Linked DNA regions of Ovis aries: region 2 is linked to region 1. The links are chromatin contacts, called in public Hi-C maps. All regions are on one chromosome and are shown on one strand. The core of a region is the stretch at or near the end of the contact, and the rest is flanking DNA. Distances in the headings are between cores, read along the strand shown. Region 1 has its middle 23 kb from the start of ARAP3. Region 2 holds the start of PCDH12 (protocadherin 12).

The links. Hi-C and Micro-C count contacts between places; a contact is called where the count stands out from the background.
Region 2: a Hi-C map of liver shows a contact between it and region 1, with 3 times the contacts expected there. The contact joins the promoter of PCDH12 here to the enhancer-like site in region 1. A contact is called at or near these places in 7 of 16 Hi-C or Micro-C datasets (hypothalamus, liver, mesenteric adipose tissue and 3 more).

Annotation. Positions count from the first base shown.
Region 1 is chr5:50,454,852-50,458,986 of ARS-UI_Ramb_v3.0, reverse strand. No RefSeq gene overlaps it. Among named protein-coding and RNA genes, the nearest start is that of ARAP3, 23 kb to the right of the region's middle. Within about 2 kb of position 2,231, at least 4 of the 54 cell types and tissues checked have an H3K27ac peak or open chromatin away from gene starts, as enhancers often do. A contact at or near this core is called in liver, where this site is marked.
Region 2 is chr5:50,677,099-50,681,233 of ARS-UI_Ramb_v3.0, reverse strand. It overlaps PCDH12 (protocadherin 12), which reads left to right and starts at 2,444. Exons shown (of 4, transcript XM_015096111.3): 1 at 2,444-4,135. The coding sequence starts at 2,786.

The DNA.
Region 1 (4,135 bases), core at 982-3,481:
AAAACTAAGATCATGGCATCTGGTCCCATCACTTCATGGCAAATAGATGGGGAAACAGTGGCTGACTTTATTTTGGGGGGCTCCAAAATCACTGCAGATGTTGACTGCAGCCATGAAATTAAAAGATGCTTGCTCCTTGGAAGAAAAGTTATGACCAACCTAGACAGCATATTAAAAAGCAGAGACATTACTTTGCCGACAAAGGTCCATCTAGTCAAGGCTATGGTTCTTCCAGTGGTCATGTATGGATGTGAGAGTGGGACTATAAAGAAAGCTGAGCGCCAAAGAATTGATGCTTTTGAACTGTGGTGTTGGAGAAGACTCTTGAGAGTCCCTTGGACTGTGAGGAGATCCAGCCAGTCCATCCTAAAGGAGATCAGTCCTGGGTGTTCATTGGAAGAACTGATGTTGAAGCTGAAACTCTAATACTTTGGCTACCTGATGTGAAGAGCTGACTCATTGGAAAAGACTCTGATGCTGGGAAAGATTGAAGGCAGGAGGAGAAAGGGATAGATAGAGGATGAGATGGTTGGATGGCATCACCAATGCAATGGTCATGAGTTTGAGTAGTTCTAGGAGTTAGGGATAGACAGGGAAGCCCGGCATGCTGCAGTCCGTGGGGGTCACAAAGAGTCGGACACAACTGAGGGACTGAACTGAACTGAAGCCCCTACCTTCAGGAGATAATAACAGCTGACATTATGGAGTGCTTACTGTGCACGAGGCACAATACTAAGCACATTACATGCATTATCTCACTTAATCCTCCCAACACATCTTTGAGATAAACATGTTTATTATCTCCATTTTCCAAGTGAGGTAACTGTGGCTCTCAGAGGTTAAGTAAACTCCCCAGGGTCAAAAGGACTTGGATGCTAAACTAACAGCTGATGAATTGAACTGATGACACTGGCAGTAACTGGTGCCTGCTTTCTGTGAGCGCACTGCCCTCAGCCCCCAGCCCCCAAACTGGCACACCGTGGGCAAGGGGCTCAAGCAGTGAGGAGATCCCAGCTTTCAGGCCAGAGAGGAGGGCCTCCCTCCGCTCCCTCAGAGCTTCCCTCTGCTCATTCATCTCCCCCTTTGCACCCTCAAAAAAAGTCCTGAGAGTGACCGATTGAAGGATGTGATTTCTTCTGGAGAGCAGCACCATTTACATGGAAACATTCAAACAGAAACAGAATTCTTCCGTGAGGGCATGGGCTTCAGAAGACAGCTGTGGATGGAGGGTTGTTGTTAGGAAGGAGGGGGGTGCCCCAGGGATGGGGAACGATCCTTTATTTATTTATTTCCCTTCCAGAGCCTTCACCTTTCATTAAAACAGCCTCCGGATGTAGGTGCAATCAAACATTCATTAGACAAGCAAGGTACATTAAAAAAAAAAAAAAAACTAACAACGCCCAAACACACCACACACACACACTCACACTATACAGCAATAATCAATCTGCGAAATGAAACCAGTCCCCTCCTTCAGGCAAGAAAAGCAGGCTGTGCGCCCCCGCACGAAGCTCCAGAGGCAGTGGGTACGCCCCTGGAGACCGTGGCTCCCTCCCTGGCTGTGCACCCGTCCCTTAGCTTTCTGCTCGGAAGCTGTGACCCCAGGATTTGGCACCTGCGTGTGACGGGGACCTGCGGAGCAGTCTGTTCCCCCGCCAGCGGGCCTGACCCAAGGGGGTCCTTCCTGGCGCTTTCACTACCCGCCTCGACAAGTTTGCCCACCGGTCTCAGGTGCGCGCAGAGCTCTCCCTTGCAAGTGTTCGCACATCGTGACCCTAGACTCAGAGCTTGGCCCTAGGGGTCGTCTGCACAGGGCATCAGCATTTTCCCAAAGCCATTTCTGGGTCGTTGGGGAAGTGGGCAGAAGAAGGCAGTTGTTGGGAGACCTCGGCTCTCCTTCCCTCAACCACGACCGGCTTCCCGGAGGAGGGGACGGCGGCGGAGCGGGGGAACCGGGCTAGGAAGTGAATCGACAGATGGGGAGTAGGAGGCTCTTCCCAGCATATGGAGCCGCGTGGGCGGAAGGAGTCTGGGCCGGGTGTGGGGGAGGGGCACAGGGCGCCGTAGACGGTCCCGGGAGCCGGGACGCGCGCTGGAGTTGGGGTGGGCGTGTGAACTGGACGGAGAGGGGAGGAGGTAACTCTCCAAAGATGCGGGCGGGGGTGTGGGGGCGGTCTCCGATGCGCTCACCCTGGAGCCGGCGGAGGGCGCAGCACACCCAGCGCCTTGCACAAGGGCGCCCCCTGATGGCGCCTCTCATGTCAGGCAAGGCTTCTATTTTCTTCCCTAATCAGTTTAACAAAATCCTTCACAAAGAGCTTCCTAGGAGCCCCGTCGCTGGGCTGAGCTCTTTGGAGGATACCACCGTGCCCATTTTTCAGTTAAGGGAATGGAGGGCCAGCGAGGTTACACCTCTAAATCTTGGTGGCAAGAGGCAAGATTCAAGTCTATGCATTCATTCATTCCATAGTCCCCATTAAGAAATCCCTACAACCCAGTCCAGTATTCTTGCCTGTGAAATCCTGTGGACAGAGGAGCCTTGTGAGATATAATCCTGGGGTGGCAGAGTGGACACGACTTAGAGACTAAACAACAGCAACAACTGGGGGGATACTTCAGTACAGGAGATCAACGGGTCCCTGACCTCCTGGGGCTTATGGTCTAGGTGAGGAGATAGACAGTACACAAGTAAACAAATAAATAAGCAAAATAATATGAGTGCTGTGGAGGAAATAAACAAGGGTGTGGAACCAGGCAGCAAGTGCTCTCAGCTTTTCCCCGCCTGCTTTCCCCTCACTGCTCCCTGGGGAGTAGAATTTGTCAGCCTTGGCTTCAAGGCAGGCAGTAAAGGATGGTGGCTCTGGGGGAGAAACTGAGGTGTGCGGGGGGTGCAGATTCCCAAGACCATTCTTGGGTGCCGCTCCCTTCCCTGGCACCCCCTCCCATGTGCCACCACCAGCATCTGCAGCCCCAGGCTTTCCCACTGTGGCCAACAGGCTGAATTATTTTCTCATCTCAACCCGATGAGTTTTTAATCTGTCTTTATACAGAAGCCTGGCTGCCTGCGCGGGGATTATTACTGACTTCTCTGCACATCGATCCTGCCTCCCCTGGCTGTTCTGACCAAGTGAGGCTCTGAGACAGAGGTGGGAGGAGCCTCCACTCTGGAAGGATTTAGGGGTGCACCTGTGCTTGCTGTGGGCAGGGGCCTGCAGCATTCAGATGGCAGATGCTCAGGATTTCAGGGGCACTGCCCTGCAAAACGAAGTGCAGCCAGGGTATAAAGATGTGGGGATGAAGGGGCAGCGTTCACCATTTGAACTCAGGAGATGGGGCTGCTTCCATAGGGCCAGGTTACTGCTCACATGGTAGCTCTGTAGCTCTTGCATCTTTGGATGTAAGGAGGCAGAAGAGGCTAAAATGGTCCGGGACAGGGACAGAAGATCAGGAGAACAGGGCTCTGATCCCACCTCTGCTATTTCCAAGCCGTGTGCCCTTGGGTAATTGTTTTTCTGTAAAATGGAGGTGAGGAGAAAATTCTGAGGATATTTAATCAGGCAGTGTATGCACATGGTTTTCACACAGTAAACACACAGTCGTGTCAGCTATGGCTATTAATATCATCATATATAAAATGGAAGTGGGAGTGCTGGCTCTGCTTCCTGGACGGAGCTCTGGCGAAACACAAATGGACAGAGGCGCCAGGCCCACGTGAGGACTATTGCTGATCCATGGCCAGCTCACCATTGCTAATAAAGGTGTTAGGAGGCGTGAGGCAGACACACATACTTAGTCGCTCCCGCACTGGGTCAGTGATAGACACACACACGCACACACACACACTGACAGCTGTTTAGACAGATACACCTCCCCCATCCCTGCCTTCATACTCAGCCCAATAGCAGGCATTGTGGAATAGAAGCGCCCACACGTGATTTTCTGTCTGCCCTGGCGTCAGTAGGTACTTGAGAGTGGCCTTCAAGCACGCAAATCTGAGCATTTTCATTGTTTTCGCTTCATTCATGGTCCTGGGACAAGCTCCTGATGCCCTGGATGGCCTGGCTGTGTCTTCTGGTCCCACCTTGCCGCTCCCCTCTCCTGCCCTCTGCACGCCAAGCTCCCTGGGGCTCCTATG
Region 2 (4,135 bases), core at 1,195-3,694, 220 kb before region 1:
TCCTTTGATCCGTTTCCCAGAGTGCAGCCTGTGGGGCTTTCTGGAAGGCAAATGTGCGTGATCCTGAGCAAGTTACCCAACCTCAATGCTCAGCTTCTTCACCCATGGCCTGTTGTGAGGGTGGTGTGGGATGATGTATGTGAAGCACTCAGCACAAGGCTTGGCAGGTAGCTGCTATTTTCATCATGCAGCTCAGAGCCCTTCCAAAGCTCTCCATAGCCTACAGGACAAGGTCCAAGTCCTTAGCATTGGGCCCCAGGCCCGCCATCATCCGGTGGCCCTGCTGACACCCCCAGCCCAACTTACTTTTCCTCTGTCCACAGACCCGTGTCCACAGACCCTCCTGTAGGACCACAAGGAGCCAGCTTACCCACCTCAGGCTTCTTCCATCCTGCTCCCTCCCCCTGCCTTGCCTCCCTGCTGCCCACCCACCTCCTTTGGCTCACTCCTCCACATCCTTCTGGGCACATCTAAGGGTCCTCCAGAAGGACCTGAATCCAGGGCCACCCCACTGGACCCACTTCTTTCATTTCCCCACCCTGACCTGAAACTATGAGTCCCTTGGGGGTCACTCTGTCCTGCTCACTGCCTTGCACACAGCAGGATGAGTGAGGGTCAGGCAGTGGGGCCACCATACAGGCTACCACCAGAGGACCTGGGGCCCACATTGGCTCTCTTTGCAGGACAGGTAGCCCTAGCCTGCGCTCAAGCTGAGGACACCCTGGGAAGTGAGACTTCCTGGCGGAGAAGACAGAGAAAAAAGTGAAGGGACAAATGCAAGACCATCTTTACCATTTGCACTCAGGGTATCAAGCCTGGCAAATAATACCAGGTAAACTAGACCCATGCAATGAGTGCTCTCTCTGTGCCAGGCGCTGCACTGAGCCTTCACTTGTATCATCTCATTGAATCCTTACCAGAAACTCAGGAGATGCAGGGTAGTCATGCTCTACTAGAGAAGGAAACTGAGGCCCAAAGAGGTCATGTGACTTGTGCTATGTCTCTAAGCTAGTGAGTACTCTGTCTGTCTCCAGAGCCAGGGAATATCCTCATTGGATTCAGACCCTGTGCTGTTGGGAATCTCCAGGGAGTAGAATATGAGGGGGTAGGGTGTGGAAAAGAAAGTACAGAGGGGAGCACAGGTGATGCTAAGGCCAAGGAGGTCCTCATCATACCATCCAAATGGCCACAAGCCTCCAGGCCAGTGGCCCGACTGGAGTCACTTTTGTCCCAACAGGCACCTCCAGCCCTAAGGACCTACCTAGGCAAAGTTGACCCTTAACTCCCATCATATCAAATGCTTTACAAACCTCTGGACTCAACCTCAAAGTAAAGTGCAAGACTGGACAATGGTGGGGCAGCAGCAGCAGGAGGAAATGAGAAGGAGCAAGCCACCTCAAGGCCACCCAAGCCAGTTGCCCTCTTGGCCACCTCCTGGGTCTCATCTCTGTGACAGGACTCTTGGACAAGAACTGCAGTGGGGAGTGAAGAACTGGAGAAAGGGAAGGAAAGGGAGAGGAAAGTGTGGGAGAGGGAAAGGTATAAAAACCTCCAAGACCAAGGAGTGGGAGGCTGGGGGATTCCCCAGGATAGGAGCTCAAGCTAGACCAGATGTGGAGAACAATGGGCAGGAGGCTGGGGAGCCAAAAGGGAAGGGGGAGGGAGGCCACACCGTTGGGTCAGAGAGGTCATTGTGCTTCAGGAGCCAAGGCCATGGGGTCCTTTATGATCTGGTCTGTGTGGGCAAGGGACTGCCCTACGGCCAGTGCAGGAGCCAGAGCCAGTCCCAAGGCAGGCCAGACTGCAGATCACAACACCCACCTCCAATAACAATGTCATTGCTCATGACTCTGGGCCAGGCTTTCCATGCACATTCCATTTCATCTCCAAGATTTCTGCCTGAGAGGTCTACTGTTCTTATTCCCATCTCACTCTCAAGATGAGGCCCAGAGAGGTTGAATGACTTGTCCCATATGACCCAGCTGGGAACTTGCAGGGTCAGAATTTGAACCCAGGCAGTTCAGCTCTGATGGCCACTCTCTTAATCAGCTCTGCTTCCCTTGAGACAAAAACGGGTATTGGGGCAGAGTCAAGACTGAGATGTAGACAAGGGTGGGAAAGAGGAGTGGGAGAGGAGTAACGGGAGATAAAGGAAACAAGGAGAGACAAGGAAGGAAGAGAGGCTGAGGCGTGACTCGTCCAGGAGGGGCTCGGGCTCTCTGCTTACTTGAACACAGCAGGGGCTCCCCTCCCCTCAGCGGCCGCCTTCCACATGGACAGCACCTTCCCATCCGGCCTGTCCCCAGCCGCATCCTCCTCAGCGGCAGTCCACTCAGCTTCACGGAAACTCTCTTTCTCTAATTGGCATAGAAACTCACAGCCCTCCCTTTTCCTGTAGGTGGGGTTTCCATAGGAAAAAGCTGCTTCTCTGTTTCCCTGGCCCAGCAACTGTTTGGAAGTCAGATCCCCACATCCTGCTTCACTGGGTCCAGTTCCTCTTGGACCGACTCTTGTCCATCACTGGCTGACGGGGACCCACAGTGCCCTGTACCAGGGCTCTCCTGGCGATTTTACCTCATCGGTCCTTGCACCTCTCAAATCTCTTCTGATGAAAATGGCCTTTCTTTCTGTTAGTTCCATTATCTAATGATGGGACGAGGCTGTGCCAACAGGTCTGGGGGCAGGAGAACGGGGCTAATCGGGTCCCTCAGGAAACACTGGAGGCCTTGCCCAGCCCCTGAAGAACTCTAGCAGTTTCTGGATCTAGCGCACTCTGGTGGTAAGCATGATGCGACTTCTGTCACTTCTGGGACTTCTGGGGCCAGCTGGCTACTTGTTCCTTTCAGGGGATTGTCAGGAGGTGGCCACTCTCACTGTGAGATATCAGGTGGCAGAGGAGGTGCCGGCTGGCACCGTGATAGGGAAGCTGCCTCAGGAACGGGGCCGGGAGGAGGGGCCTGGCCAAACGGGGGCTGCCTTCCAGGTCCTACAGCTGCCCCAGGGACTCCCCATCCAGGTGGACTCTGAGGACGGCGTGCTCAGCACAGGGAGGCGGTTGGACCGGGAGCAGCTTTGCCGGCAGCAGGATCCCTGCCTGGTGTCCTTTGATGTGCTGGCCACAGGGGAGCGGGCGCTTATTCACGTGGAGATCCAGGTGCTGGACATCAATGACCACCAGCCGCAGTTTCCCAAAGGTGAGCAGGAGCTGGAAATCTCCGAGAGCGCCTCTCTGCGCACCCGGATCCCCCTGGACAGAGCTCTGGACCCAGACACTGGCCCCAACACCCTGCACTCCTACACCCTGTCTCCCAGTGAGCACTTCGCCCTGGATGTCATTGTGGGGCCCGATCAGACAAAACACGCAGAACTGGTGGTGGTGAAGGAGCTGGACCGGGAAATCCACTCATTTTTTGATCTGGTGTTAACTGCCTATGATAGTGGGAATCCCCCCAAGTCAGGCACCAGCTTGGTCAAGGTCAGCGTCCTGGACTCCAATGACAATAGCCCTGTGTTTACTGAGAGCTCACCGGCCCTAGAAATCCAAGAAGATGCTGCCCCTGGTACTCTCCTCATAAACCTGACCGCCACAGACCCTGACCAAGGCCCCAATGGGGAGGTGGAATACTTTTTCAGTAAGCACGTGCCTCTGGAGGTGCTGAACACCTTCAGTATTGATGCCAAGACGGGCCAGGTGACTCTGCTCCAGCACCTAGACTACGAGAAGAATCCGGCCTATGAAGTGGATGTCCAGGCAAGGGATCTGGGTCCCAATCCCATCCCAGCCCACTGCAAGATTCTCATCAAGGTTCTGGATGTCAATGACAATGCCCCAAGCATCCATATCACGTGGGCCTCCCAACCACTGCTGGTGTCCGAAGCTCTTCCCAAGGACAGTTTCATTGCTCTCATCATGGCCAATGACCTGGACTCAGGAAACAATGGCCTGGTCCACTGTTGGCTGAGCCAAGAGCTGGGCCACTTCAGGCTGAAAAGGACCAATGGTAACACATACATGCTGCTAACCAACGCCACACTGGACAGAGAGCAGTGGCCCCAATATACCCTCACTCTGTTGGCCCAAGACCAAGGACTCGAGCCCTTATCAGACAAGAAACAGCTCAGCATTCAGATCAGT